4 separate regions of the Mus musculus genome follow, and all the other regions are linked to region 3. A link is a contact called in public HiChIP or PLAC-seq data. All regions are on one chromosome and are shown on one strand. Each heading gives the region's core, a stretch centred on a gene start, on an enhancer-like site or on the middle of the called end of the contact. The rest is flanking DNA. Distances are from core to core; before and after follow the strand shown.

Region 1 (2,801 bases), core at 37-2,536, 360 kb before region 3:
CCATTTATTTGATCTTTGGGGTTTTGTTGGGAGGCTTTGAACACCTGACTTAATCTGCTCATATTTTTACTTTTTAAAGACTTGCATATTTCTAGAACAGCCTCCAATTCTAGACTGTCCTAGTTGTTGGCATACAGCTGTTTAGTGATATCTCACAGCCCAAGACTAAGTCCTGCACACCTCTCTCAGTTTTGATTTTTTTATTTTTTGTTCTCTATTGTTGATGGCTATTCTAATCTGCTGCCTCTTTCTAACTCAGGTTTTTTTTTTTTTTAATGAATATCCTAACTTTTGCCACAACCTGCAAGTGCTGGCATGTGGCATGTTCACTGTCATTTCTCTCAAGGTAATTTTCTAAATGTATCATTTCTTTGAGCACTAGCTGCTTTAAAATGTATTGATTTACATATTGGTAAACTTTCCAGTTTTACTTCACAGTGATCAAAATGGACAGTTGATACGACTTAAGTCTTCTTCAATTTATTAAGATGTGTTTTGTAATCCAAAATGTAGCCTATCCTGAAGAATACTCTAAGAGAGTAATGTGTGTTCTATTATTATTATTATATGGGGTGCTCCACATATATCTACTGGGTGAACTGGCTGTTAGTACCACCCTAGGTCTTGTCAACTTACCACTCTTTTTTTTTGTTGTTTTGTTTTGTTTTGTTTTGTTTTTGTTTTGTTTTGTTTTTGTTTTTCGAGACAGGGTTTCTCTGTGTAGCCCTGGCTGTCCTGGAACTTACTCTGTAGACCAGGCTGGCCTCGAACTCAGAAATCCACCTGCCTCTGCCTCCCAAGTGCTGGGATTAAAGGCATGCGCCACCACTGCCCGGCTCACTTACCATTCTTTATTACAAAAAAAAAAAAAAAAAAAGCATTATTCAAAGTGAAATGTAGAATGTAGGATCCCTTTCTCCTTATTTTATGTTTTCTCCACCAATCTTTCTATGTGTACTTTGTATCTGTGCACTCCGTTGCTAAGTTCAATTGTTTACAGCTTAAATCTCTAGAAAAGAGACCTTTTTCTCCTTCTGTAACATCCTTTACCTCTTACAATAGTTGTATGGTGTATATATATATGGCTTTTTTTTGCTATGTGGCATATGTGTGTGTATGTGTGTGTGTTACTCTCACAGCCATCCACAGCATCCTTTCATTTTCAGTCTTCGTATGTCCTTGTATCTACTGAGATCCCAGCTTAGATGGTGGCACGCTTATTTAGATGCACAAAGCTCTGGCTTTGACCTTCAGCACCACATGCACTGGGTGTGGTGGTGTGTGATGACACCTGTCACCCCAGCGCTGCAGAGCAGAGACAAATTCAAGGTTATCCCGGCTACACAGTGAGTTTGAGGCCAGCCTCATACATGAGATCTTGTCAAATTAAGTTTAAAAATAATCAGAAATAAATAATCTCTGGGTCACTATCTAAATGGTCCTAAAATATATGAACAGGAAAAGATACTCAAACAAATAAATATACTCGAATTTTTAAAGGAAAATAAACCCAATTAAAGTAGCTAAAAGTAAGTGTAAAAATGAGTGTAAACTAAAGTATAAAATGAGAGTGCTGTAGAAAGCATACAGCTTGCTCTTACTGTCTCACTGCCACGGATGACATCTGAGTTCCAGTCTTGCTCACTTTATGCAGGGAAGCCTCACAGGAATGAATGTCCTCTGTTTTAGTTACACGAGCCAGTGATCATTGCTCCCTCTGGTGTCTGTATCCAGTACTGCAGAATCTCTGATACTGTGATTAGCTGGTTTGGCTTTGTTCTTTGTGTCCTTACTACCCAATGGAGGAAAAACATTTGAGGCTCTCTACTGTGCCATCTTCTGAAGTCATGCATGCGCTTGCCATTCCTTTCATGTTTACTGTCCATTCACTTGTCTCTTCTGCAATGACTTGCACATAGCCCTGGCATTTCCATGGTGGTCCTAGAGATAGACTCAGGTCACCAAGCTTAGGGCAAATGCACTTATCCCACTGAGCCATCTTGCAGGGTATACCACACTCAGTAATAAGCTACTACACTGTTTACCAGTGTGGTTCCATTAGTTCACACACTCGTGATCAATGTATGTAAGTGTTGAAACTTCACTTGAGTATGCAGTGGCACACTTTTTTTTCTTTAGTTTTCTCATTGCAGTAAAACATAAATAAGTTATCATTTAGCCATATATCGGTAGTGACTAACACTAAATATGTTCACATGCCATCTTCTCGCCATTATTATTTATCCAAAAGTTTCTACTGCTCTCAACAAACTAAATATATTAAACATAACTTCCCTTTCTCTCCTCCTTGCTGCTGATCTCTGCTCTGCTCTAGGTCCCAATGAATCAGCCTATTCTAGAACTTCATATCCATAGAATAAAAACATATTTGCTTCTGTGTTGGACTGTTTTACTAAGCATGTTTACATAGTCTTCCTATGCTTGTGCATACATAAAACTTGTTTCTTTTTATATTGGAAAATGTCCAATGAAATATAAACACATTTTGTCTTTTAGCTGTGGTCAATTAATAAAATTGGTGTATAGTTTTAATGTTTTTAGGATAATTTCCTACTTACCTTTAACCATCAACTTAACACAATTTAAAGTCACCTGAGAAGGAAGTCTCAATTAAAGATTACTCATATCAGACTGGCCTGTGGGGATGTCTATGGGAGATGTCTTAGATGCTAATTGATGTGAGGGGGCCCAGCCTACTGTGGGTGGCACCATCCCTATGCAGGTGGCTGTATAACACAGCTATGTAGGAGCAGTGTTCTTTCAAAGTTTCTCTTCCAACT
Region 2 (3,022 bases), core at 449-2,948, 280 kb after region 3:
TTAAACAGAATACAGGGCAACTCGGTCTGAGATGGAAAATGACTATATTTATTCTTCTCCTCTGCAAGATGCCCACCCCGATGGTTCTGCGAATAGCTTCCTAATCCAAGAGAGACTCTGTCACAAGGACCAAATCTCACAATCCATGCGAAGCAATTATGGAAAAGACACACACACACACACACACACACGCACACACGCACACACACACACCCTGCTGGATTGTCCAGGAACCCATTCCCTCTTAGCACATACCAACTTCAACTGATACAACTTCAAAACACAGATTCTGGTTTTAATTACTTCGATTATGTGGAGTTAAGATGCCAACATTTTTTTACTTTTGATCTTTGTCTCGCTAGAACTCATCACAGCAGGAGAGACACTTACTCATCTATCAGTAGCAAAGACCCACTGCTGTTCAGCAACAGCCCTGAGGGGCTGCATGGGGCAGGGTAGAGAAAATGTTAGAAAAGAATGAGAGGACAAAGGCCAATCACTCGTGTTATCTCTCCCATGTCTGTCCTCTTCCTCTGTTCATCTATAAACAGTTATTGAGCACCCTGGACAGGCACCAGGCATCTAGGAAGACCCTGGTGCATAAAGCCCACAGACTCCCGCTCTCAAATGTGCACAGTCCAGCTACTCAGCATTGTGTGCAGAGACTCCAGAAAGACAGGTGACTCTGAGTACTCGAGCCTGTCCCAGAGCTGGTTTCTGACAGGATTTGGGTTTCTAACAAGGTTTCCTTTTGGAGCTAAAGCTGGAATAGTGAAGACTGAGATTCTTGGAAGATTTTGATCAATAGGTAGGCTGGAAGGGAAGCCGGTGAAAAGACCAGACAAGCTCCTCAACTTCCCTACTACAAAGGGGACAAGGGACAAAGCACCTAGGCAAAATCGGAGGGCAGTGGAGTCCTGAGGGGGTTTCCCCCTGTTTACTGGCATTTCTAAGAAGACCCTGGTTACAGCAGCTAGAGTGACACACTCAGCTGCCTCCAATCGCCAAGTGCTGACCACAACTGCTGGCTGCCTGGCACCATTTGGTCAGGGACCAGGAGGAGGAGGGTGAGCCACAGTGGGTGGCGTTGGTGGCTCCTTTCTGTTGGTGGGCCTTTTCTCTGCCTTAGGACCTGTCTTGTGGAAGGGAGGGCAGGGAGCCTTCACAGCCAGCAAGCCTCTGATCAGTTTATTTATTTAAACAGCAAACATCCTGCCTGCCATGGGGCCTCTCCGTGGAGTGAGGGCTGTTCCTGAATGGGACAGACGCTGTGTCTTCACAGAGACCACCCACATGGCTGGGAGGTTTATGCCTCCATGCAGGGGAAATGACAGCCTGTGTTTTCAAGCACCACAGCTGCCCAGGAATGTGTGTGTTGCCAGCCGCACCCAGACACACCAACAGGCAAAAGTTGCCTCCTCCTCGGGCTTTCTCCTGGGCTCTGCTTTCTTTTGTTTTGTCTTTAGAGTTTTTATTCCTCTCAGCTGCAACGGTAATAAAGAAAAGCATATCATAACACAAAAAAAAAGAAAAGAAAGAAAGGAAGAAAAGAAAAAGAAAAAGAAAAAGAAAAAAGAAAGAAAAGAAAAAGTTAAGCCTTCTCTCTCAGAAGGAAAAGAAAGACTTGAATAACCAGAAGGTCACTAGAAAAGCAAACAGGCAGGGACTGTTTGTGGAGGACCCAGATGGGCGTCCAAAAATCCTTTCCAAAGTGCAGACAGAGAACAGGGCTGAGGTGTCTGTGTGGGGCTCACCAGTCAGCAACTTATATCCTGATCCCAAACCCCACAGGTCACCCAGAAACACACAGGTGATTTGGGAAACCTCAGACCTCACTGAAATAAAGTCAAACAAGGCCCTCGTTAGCATCGGTGTTTGTTCAGCATGTCCTGTATCCATGTGTTTTCCTACCAGATGAGCAATGTCTTAAATCGGCAATTACTGACCAGATTTTTATCGTATTTGTGATTGCAAAGTTGAGGGAGATTGAGCATTTAGTTGTTTTCCATTTGTTTGGGTTTTTCCTGTGTCCCCTTGGCCACGTGCACACTCCGGGAGCCATTAATCCTTTGCTTCTAAGCAGCATGGCTAACCATATGGTCAGCTGTGTCTTCAAAAGTAGTGTTGGTTTTGGACTTGGGAGTTACAACCCACACCCCAAGTCTGACCAGTCATTCTTAGTAAGCCATACTTTTCAAAAAAGCCAAATTTAAAAAAGCAAAGCAGAGAACAGAGATTTATTCAGCAAAGGGACAAAGATCCAGCAAACCCATAAAGTACATATTTGGGATCCAGAAGTGAGATCAACATATAAATAAAGAGCCAAGGATGTGCACATCTCAGCAGTCCAGTCAATGTGAGGTCTGACTCACCACTGACCCACCAGTGTCTGATATGTGGTCTGACAAGTTGTGAGAACTCTTTCTGGGAGTCAAGCTCACCCTTCAGCTAGTGCCTTTTCCTTCTCCCTACATGAGAGCCGGGAGAAATTCCCACCTCTGTGGGATACATCGTCTCAATTATCTGATGGTCAGATTGAAAGACAAAAGTCTCTTTAGAATATCTTCATTTTTGCCAGGCTGATTTCAATGTCAGACCAATATCCAAATTCCTCCAATAATTTCCCAAATATGATGGTCATATGTAATACACAGATTGAGAGAAATTTGTCTTAAAGACAATTTTTCATTCTCTGAGGGTTAATTGTGTTTTGTTAACAAATTTTATGTTAGAACAGTTTTAAGTTTATGACATAAAGGAATTTAGCATAGAGTCCCCACATATCCTTGCCTTAACACATGCAATTCCCCACCACCCGCCTCCTACCCAATGTTGGGCATTTGTTACCATTAAGACCCCACAGCAGTATGCTATCATTACCTCTCATGAGAGCACACAGCAGTATGCTATCTTTACCCCGTATCACCAGCTCAACAAGGATCACTCAGGACGTTGTGCATTGTGTGGGTTCTGATGAAGTACAAGACCCTGTATTCACATTGTATTTCTCATAGAGCAGTCA
Region 3 (3,117 bases), core at 557-3,056:
ACACACACACACACACACACAGAGAGAGTAAATAAATGAATAAGTGTAAAAACATTGAAGTAATAAATAAATGTTGAAGATTTCACGTAAAATGTAAGAATTATATTTGTTGTTTGCACTTGTGTTAAATTCAAGGCCATTGTTCATACTTCCAAGGTTTTAAAACTATTACTCTAGAGCTGAGTGTGGAGCTCCCACTTGAAACCCCAGTACTCAGGAGGCTGAGTGGAGTGTTATCACCAGTTCAAGGCCAGTGTGTGCGGCATAGTGAGAACAGAGGTGGTGGGAATAGAGGAAGAAAGGGGACAGGGAGAGAAAAAGAGGGAGAGAGGGAGAGAAGAGAAATAAAACTAATTCATGACTCTCTGAGGCATTTCCCTAAGCAACTCTGACCTGAGAGTGCAGCCAGTTGACTGAGATCATCCCTGGCCATTCCCAATGGACACTCTTAAACAGTGTTGATTATATTGCATGTACTTGTGTGTTCTCTATGTACATGAAGGCATGACACCTGTGTGGCGCTCAGAAGACAACTTGTGAGAACTTGTTCTCTTCTTCCACCATGTGGGTCCCTGGGCTTGAACACAGATTATCATGATTGGAGGCAATTACCCCCCACCAGCACTGGCCACTCCCCCCCACCCCACCCCCTCCCTCCAGTCTCACTGTGTGACTCTGGCTGGACTAGAACTTGCTATGTAGACCAGGCTGACCTGGAACTCTACAGAGATCCATCTGCTTCTGTCTCCCAAGTGCTGGCATTAAAGAAGTATACCACTAGGCTAGGCTTGTGGCAAGCTCCTTTGACCCACTGAGCTACATCGATGAACCCTGCTCTCCTCCAAATTTTATCATAAGGAATAGGGAGCTAGGTTTTTGTTTTTGTTTTTGTTTTTGTTTTACCTGCCTATTCTCTCTGGTCTGTAGCATAGGCTACCCTGGAAATCACTATTTAGCCGTTATCTGGCCTCTAGTGGATGGTGTTTTTCCTCCCTCAGGCTCCAAATGCTGGAATCAGACATGACCCAACACACTGGGTAACTTCCTATTTTCAAGAGCAATAACTTTGTCAGAATGTTCCTGGTCGTTAATAGACACTTCCTGAGGTCTGCTCTACACTGTTTTTACACAGTGCCCCAGCATCAAGAACTCTCTACAGCCTGCTAAGGGAACTCAGGACATAACCTTTTAAGTTCATTTATACTTCTTAGACACCTTTTAACAGAGTGTTCTTAACTGAATAGTTTTGCCCCCAATAGTATCAGGAGGCAACTTTCATGGTTAATAAAGATTGGCTGCCACTGGTGTCTAGGACAAAGGGCAGGGCTGTATTCAACATCCTCAGATTCAAGGCATGGCTCCTGCAATGTCCACAACTCTGAGGCTCAGAAATCCTGGCCTAACATCTCTCCTTCCTGGGAGCTGATGTCTCTGTTTGAGAAAGTCAGGTTTGTGGGGACCTGCAAGGCTTATTTCAGCAGAGAACCAAATCCTTGATGGTACCTCTCTGCTTCTGGCTGGGAGCCATCTCTGTCTGCTGTACCCTGGCTTGGGTTTGCATAGAGATCTACTTAAGCCCTTCTAAAGAACCCTTGAAGCAAGAGCTGGGCGGACTGTTTGACTGTGACTAAAAGGGGAAGGGAATGCGTTTTGGAGGGGGGGGGGTTGAATGCTGAACTTTCAACCCTTCTTGGCAGTATTTGCTGGTCAGAAAGCAAAGCCAGCTGTAACTTGGACAGAGCTATACACAAGCAGACAACAGACTGCTATCTTGCAAATTGGAGGCTTTCGATGGCTTCTCATGTGGGCATTGGCCTCAGGCAGGAAGACCACCCACAGGCAAGCGCACAACGCCTCCCAGGAGGCCTCTAATCACCCACCCTTCTGGCCACCTGTTCTGGGGCTGCTTATCAGATGTGAAGGAGCCAGTTAATAACCATTTATAAGCTATAAATGGAAGTGGCCGTGGCAGGGAGCTGATAAACATTTGGGGGCAAATTATTTGTGTTGCTGGACTGTCATTTGCACCCCTCTTGAAAGTATGTGTTTCGGGTTACAGGATGTCCAGATGGCTGCTTGTGGCCAGCCCTGTCTGCTGAAGGGCTGGGACTATGATCTCCACCCTACTGTGGATACTATGGGCTGCTTGGAGAGTGTTAGCCTTCCCGGGCATCAGCCCTGTCTTTATAACTCTGAAGGAGAAAGGAAAAGTCAAAGCTCCCTAAAGGATTTCATGCCATATGTCTTGGGAATCTCTGATCTCAGTTTGGAACTAAAGGGGATTGACTGTACTCAGCACTGAGCTAAACAGGAGCGAGCTTTGTAGAAACTCCAGTCATTGGTGTAGATTTTAGATCCCCCCTCAAGAGATGGAAAGGATGGTGAGATGTCATCTAAACTGATACTGACAGTCAGGCAACTGCAGACCGTGACTTGGGAAGAACATTCATTCCACAAGGTGCTTTCCAGAAGTCAACATGGCTGCAAAGCAGTCAGCTTTGCTGTGGTCTCCAAAGGCCCATGTGTTAAATGCCTCTCCCCTCCTCCCCCATCTGTGGGAGGTGCAGACCTTAAGAAGTAGGGTCTAGTGGGATGAAATCAGGTCACTGTAGTGTGCTGGTTGAAGGGGCTACCTACGCCTTTGTCTCTCCAGTGGGATAAGCAGTGCTCCTGGCCATGAGGTGCTCCCACAGGCACAGAGGAAGCTACCACAGACTGGAAGCCCAAACAACCCGTTTTGCTCTAAGTTTTGATCCTCTGATGCATCTGTTTCAGTAAGGAAAAACTAAGGCAGCCATATTAACTAGGGTTGGCAACTGTGAAATTCAGAGGCCAAAGAGGATCTTGAACAATGGAAAGGGGTGCTGGGTAGAGACAAGGCATTTGAATAATAGAAGTGACACCTGGTTCTTTCATTTGAGAGCTGTAGTGAAGCAGAGCCAGCTGTTCTGCCTTTATCGTCCCAGACTGGATATGACCAGAATTCTTCAAGATGTCAAGTAGTGGATACTACTGAACTGGTGGCTGCTAACGTAGAAAACATGATCAGAGTGCCCAGGCCCAGTTCTGGACCTTAGGTTCTCTGTGACCTGGCTGGGGTCTGCATACAACTTAGTA
Region 4 (3,022 bases), core at 455-2,954, 260 kb after region 3:
GAACAGTGAAGAGCAGGACATTGGCTTCCTCCACTGACCTCCACAGGAGCATGCACACGGGTTGGCACAGTGACTCTAAGGTGCATTTTAAGTCTAAACAATATTTTCAAAACCAGGAACTTTTAGATGGAAAAAAGAAATCTGTGAACATTTGAAAAATGTGTATGGCTACCCAGGAGACTGTAGAAGCCCCATTTGTCATAAGGCCTGGTGCATATCTTCATTCCTGCTCAGCCCTGGTACCCGCTGTGTAGCACAGACAGGCTTGTGTCCCTGAGCAAAAGGGTGTACTGTGGGAGGTGTCCAGTTGCTACCTTTCTGCAGGGAGGAAAGAAGCAGATTCACACCGTGGCAGATCCCATGAACACGAAAGGCAAGCTCTAAGAGTATCCGAGTTGGAGGGCCTCAGGTGGGAACTTTTGCATTCCAGCCATGGGGTTTGAGATGGGAAAAATAACTGTGCCCTCAGTGAGATAATGTACCAGACCCACCCACCCCCTCTCTGCAGCACTATCCTTAAAAACAGCTCGAGGTCCCCCTTTTTTTTTTCTTCCTACCTTTATCTTTCAGATGTTGGCCAAAACCCTAATCTCTGTTTCCCCTGACACTCTGGGCTTTCTCTCTCTCTCTTTTTTTCTCTGAAACCCTTCCTGTCTTCCACCATGCAGCTGCTTGCTACCTTCATTGCCAACCTAAATCAACAAGGCGTACTTTCCCACCTTTCTCTCCATCCTAACAGCTGCACAGATTAGCAGCTTGCCAGCCCTGTTGTTTTTCTTTCAAACTCTAATAAATGATCCTGGGGCTTCCTTCTTATTCTGTTTTTAACTTATTTTGTTACCAAGACTAAGAACCCCCAGCGGGAACCTTAATTCCCCTGATAACAATGAGACAGGCTAAGGCCTGGGTCATCAGGTGACTTGAGAGTTAAACCTGTGAGCTCCTGTGAGCAGGAGACTTGATTGAGCCCCTGGCTCATCCATACTTAAAAGCACCCAGAAACTGCCTTGACTGCTTAGGCTGGGGGAGGGTCTCTGAAGCTCACAAGCTCACTAGCCATTCACACAATGTTCAAAATGTTTCCAGAGCCACTGCTACCAAATTGCCAGGTAGAGAGGAACAACTTACAACTATGTAAGCTGTGAAGACTGGCAAGATGGAGGCTTCTAAAAAGGCCCCGAAGTCTCTGTCCTCCAAAGATGCTGCCAGGTTACCCTTGTGATTTAAATTTGTTCCCTCACAGCAGTGCTCAAATACTATATTCTATTCAAAGTAGCCCTTGAGACAAAGGTGCCCAGACAATGCAGCTGAAAAGACTTCATCCACGCAAGCAGCTGCGGGATGCTGTTGTTCTCCCAGCAACCCCTTTGTTATTCAAGCACTTTTTGGTGCTCTGTGTCCAGCAGATTCAACTTCGGGACACAGGCTGCTGGCAGTCCCCATGGTGTTTGGGGTTTTTTCTGTTTTGGAAGAGTGTTTATGTGTGACCCTCCTCCCCCACGTGTGAGCTGAGAGCTGAAGCTCTCAATGGGCACATTTGCAACTTCTCAAAGGGAGGAAAGACAACCCCTAAAAGAAACCGGGATGTTTACAGAGAAGTAACCCCTGTGTCATTTTCCCTCGCAGGGAGGTCCTGCCTTGATTGCTAATAGTTGTGTACTTTAGCCATGTGTGGCATAACCCGTGGTTGAGGCCCTGAGCCACAAGGTTCCCTCCACCCTGCAGCTTTCTTTCAACTGCACAGAATACAGTGAGGCTCTGCTGGCTGGGCCCACCCAGGGAGCAGCCCAAACCCTCCTGCAAGGACCTCCCAGTCATCTCCACTCCCCCTGACCATCCCACAGCTGCTCCCCACCAAGGAAGCAGAGCAGGCGCCTACCTTCCTGCCCAGGAAATTTCTCCTGCCTTCTACCCCAGATCAGGGCACAACGACCACAAAAGCCCTTCTCACGTCTTTCTCTAGACCAGCAAGTGGATACAACTCAAAGGCTCTAGGGAAGTTCAGGGAAGGGAGTAGACAGGGAAGCAATCACTAGGGTGTGACCTCTACCTCACCCCTAGACAAACAGTACTGACACCCCAAGGAAATGTGTCCTGGGAACTGAGGGGTATTTGGAGTGACTAACAAAAGTGAAGATCTGTCCCTGGAAGCTAAAGACAGGCAGGAAGGAGGTGCCAGCAGGACCGGCCAGCCATTCTTGCCCCAACGACTATTTTATACAAATCACCCAGATTTAGTTGGAGACTGGAGGAGGGACAGACAAAACAGTAGCAGGAGCCCTTAGCAATGTTGTTGTGGTCCTCCAGTGGAGGCTGAACAAAGTGGCTTATATTCTACAGGGACCAGAAGATGTCAAATCATTCATAAAGTAATAACACGTCAGGGAACTGGAAAGATGGCCCAGGGATTAAGAGCACTTGCTTCTCTTACAAAAGACAAAAGTTTGATTTTCAGCATCCACATGGTGACTCACAATCACCTATAACTCCAGTTCCAGGAGATCTGGAGTCCTCTTCTGGCCTACACAGCCACCGGTACACACTTGTGTATACAAACCCACATAAATAAAAAATAAAATTTTAAATTTTTAAATAATAAAATGCCAGATTGTGATAAGTTGTATAAATAAAAAATCAAACAGAGAGAGGGGAAGAAAGACAAATTAAGAGTACTGAGATACTGAATGTAATGGCTTTCCTAAGGTCCAGCAATAAAGTGGCAATGTTGGCTTGCAACATTCTCCACCTGCCAGCACAGGGTCAGTCTTTGCCAAAGAGACCCGTTGACAGTCTTTGTCACTAGGTCACATTCTAGGACCCCATCTGACTGCACCAGCATGTCTGGGGTGGAGTCTGGCAATGCACATGGTTAACAAGTATCCCAGGGTGAGTCTGGTCATCAAGTTGGGAACGAGAACTGTGATGGCCAGGCATTGTGCAATTAGGAAAACAAGTAAAACAAGCTTCAGCACACAGCTGCTGCCATTTTCCTTGTGACCTCAGATCCTCCGCTCATCCTCCT

What was found. HiChIP or PLAC-seq counts read pairs in DNA pulled down with a chosen protein or histone mark.
Region 1: a contact with region 3 is called in an H3K27ac HiChIP or PLAC-seq map of embryonic stem cells, with 2.9 times the contacts expected there. The contact joins two enhancer-like sites. A contact is called at or near these places in 1 of 484 Hi-C or Micro-C datasets (the G1E-ER4 cell line) and 1 of 115 datasets of contacts at active chromatin or transcription factors (embryonic stem cells).
Region 2: an H3K27ac HiChIP or PLAC-seq map of embryonic stem cells shows a contact between it and region 3, with 6 times the contacts expected there. The contact joins two enhancer-like sites. A contact is called at or near these places in 2 of 484 Hi-C or Micro-C datasets (cerebral cortex and cumulus cells) and 1 of 115 datasets of contacts at active chromatin or transcription factors (embryonic stem cells).
Region 4: an H3K27ac HiChIP or PLAC-seq map of embryonic stem cells shows a contact between it and region 3, with 4 times the contacts expected there. The contact joins two enhancer-like sites. A contact is called at or near these places in 1 of 39 promoter capture datasets (the SN4741 cell line), 2 of 484 Hi-C or Micro-C datasets (both in uterus) and 6 of 115 datasets of contacts at active chromatin or transcription factors (astrocytes and embryonic stem cells).

Annotation. Positions count from the first base shown.
Region 1 is chr13:63,355,030-63,357,830 of GRCm38.p6, forward strand. The region is part of intron 6 of Fancc (Fanconi anemia, complementation group C); the gene reads right to left. Among named protein-coding and RNA genes, the nearest start is that of Mir3074-1, 55 kb to the left of the region's middle. Within about 2 kb of position 1,287, at least 6 of the 459 cell types and tissues checked have an H3K27ac peak or open chromatin away from gene starts, as enhancers often do. A contact at or near this core is called in embryonic stem cells, where this site is marked.
Region 2 is chr13:64,002,028-64,005,049 of GRCm38.p6, forward strand. No RefSeq gene overlaps it. Among named protein-coding and RNA genes, the nearest start is that of Gm30999, 53 kb to the right of the region's middle. Within about 2 kb of position 1,699, at least 74 of the 459 cell types and tissues checked have an H3K27ac peak or open chromatin away from gene starts, as enhancers often do. A contact at or near this core is called in embryonic stem cells, where this site is marked.
Region 3 is chr13:63,717,910-63,721,026 of GRCm38.p6, forward strand. The region is part of intron 4 of 1700024I08Rik (RIKEN cDNA 1700024I08 gene); the gene reads right to left. Among named protein-coding and RNA genes, the nearest start is that of 1700024I08Rik, 15 kb to the right of the region's middle. Within about 2 kb of position 1,807, at least 59 of the 459 cell types and tissues checked have an H3K27ac peak or open chromatin away from gene starts, as enhancers often do. A contact at or near this core is called in embryonic stem cells and uterus, where this site is marked.
Region 4 is chr13:63,978,822-63,981,843 of GRCm38.p6, forward strand. No RefSeq gene overlaps it. Among named protein-coding and RNA genes, the nearest start is that of Gm30950, 53 kb to the left of the region's middle. Within about 2 kb of position 1,705, at least 65 of the 459 cell types and tissues checked have an H3K27ac peak or open chromatin away from gene starts, as enhancers often do. A contact at or near this core is called in embryonic stem cells and uterus, where this site is marked.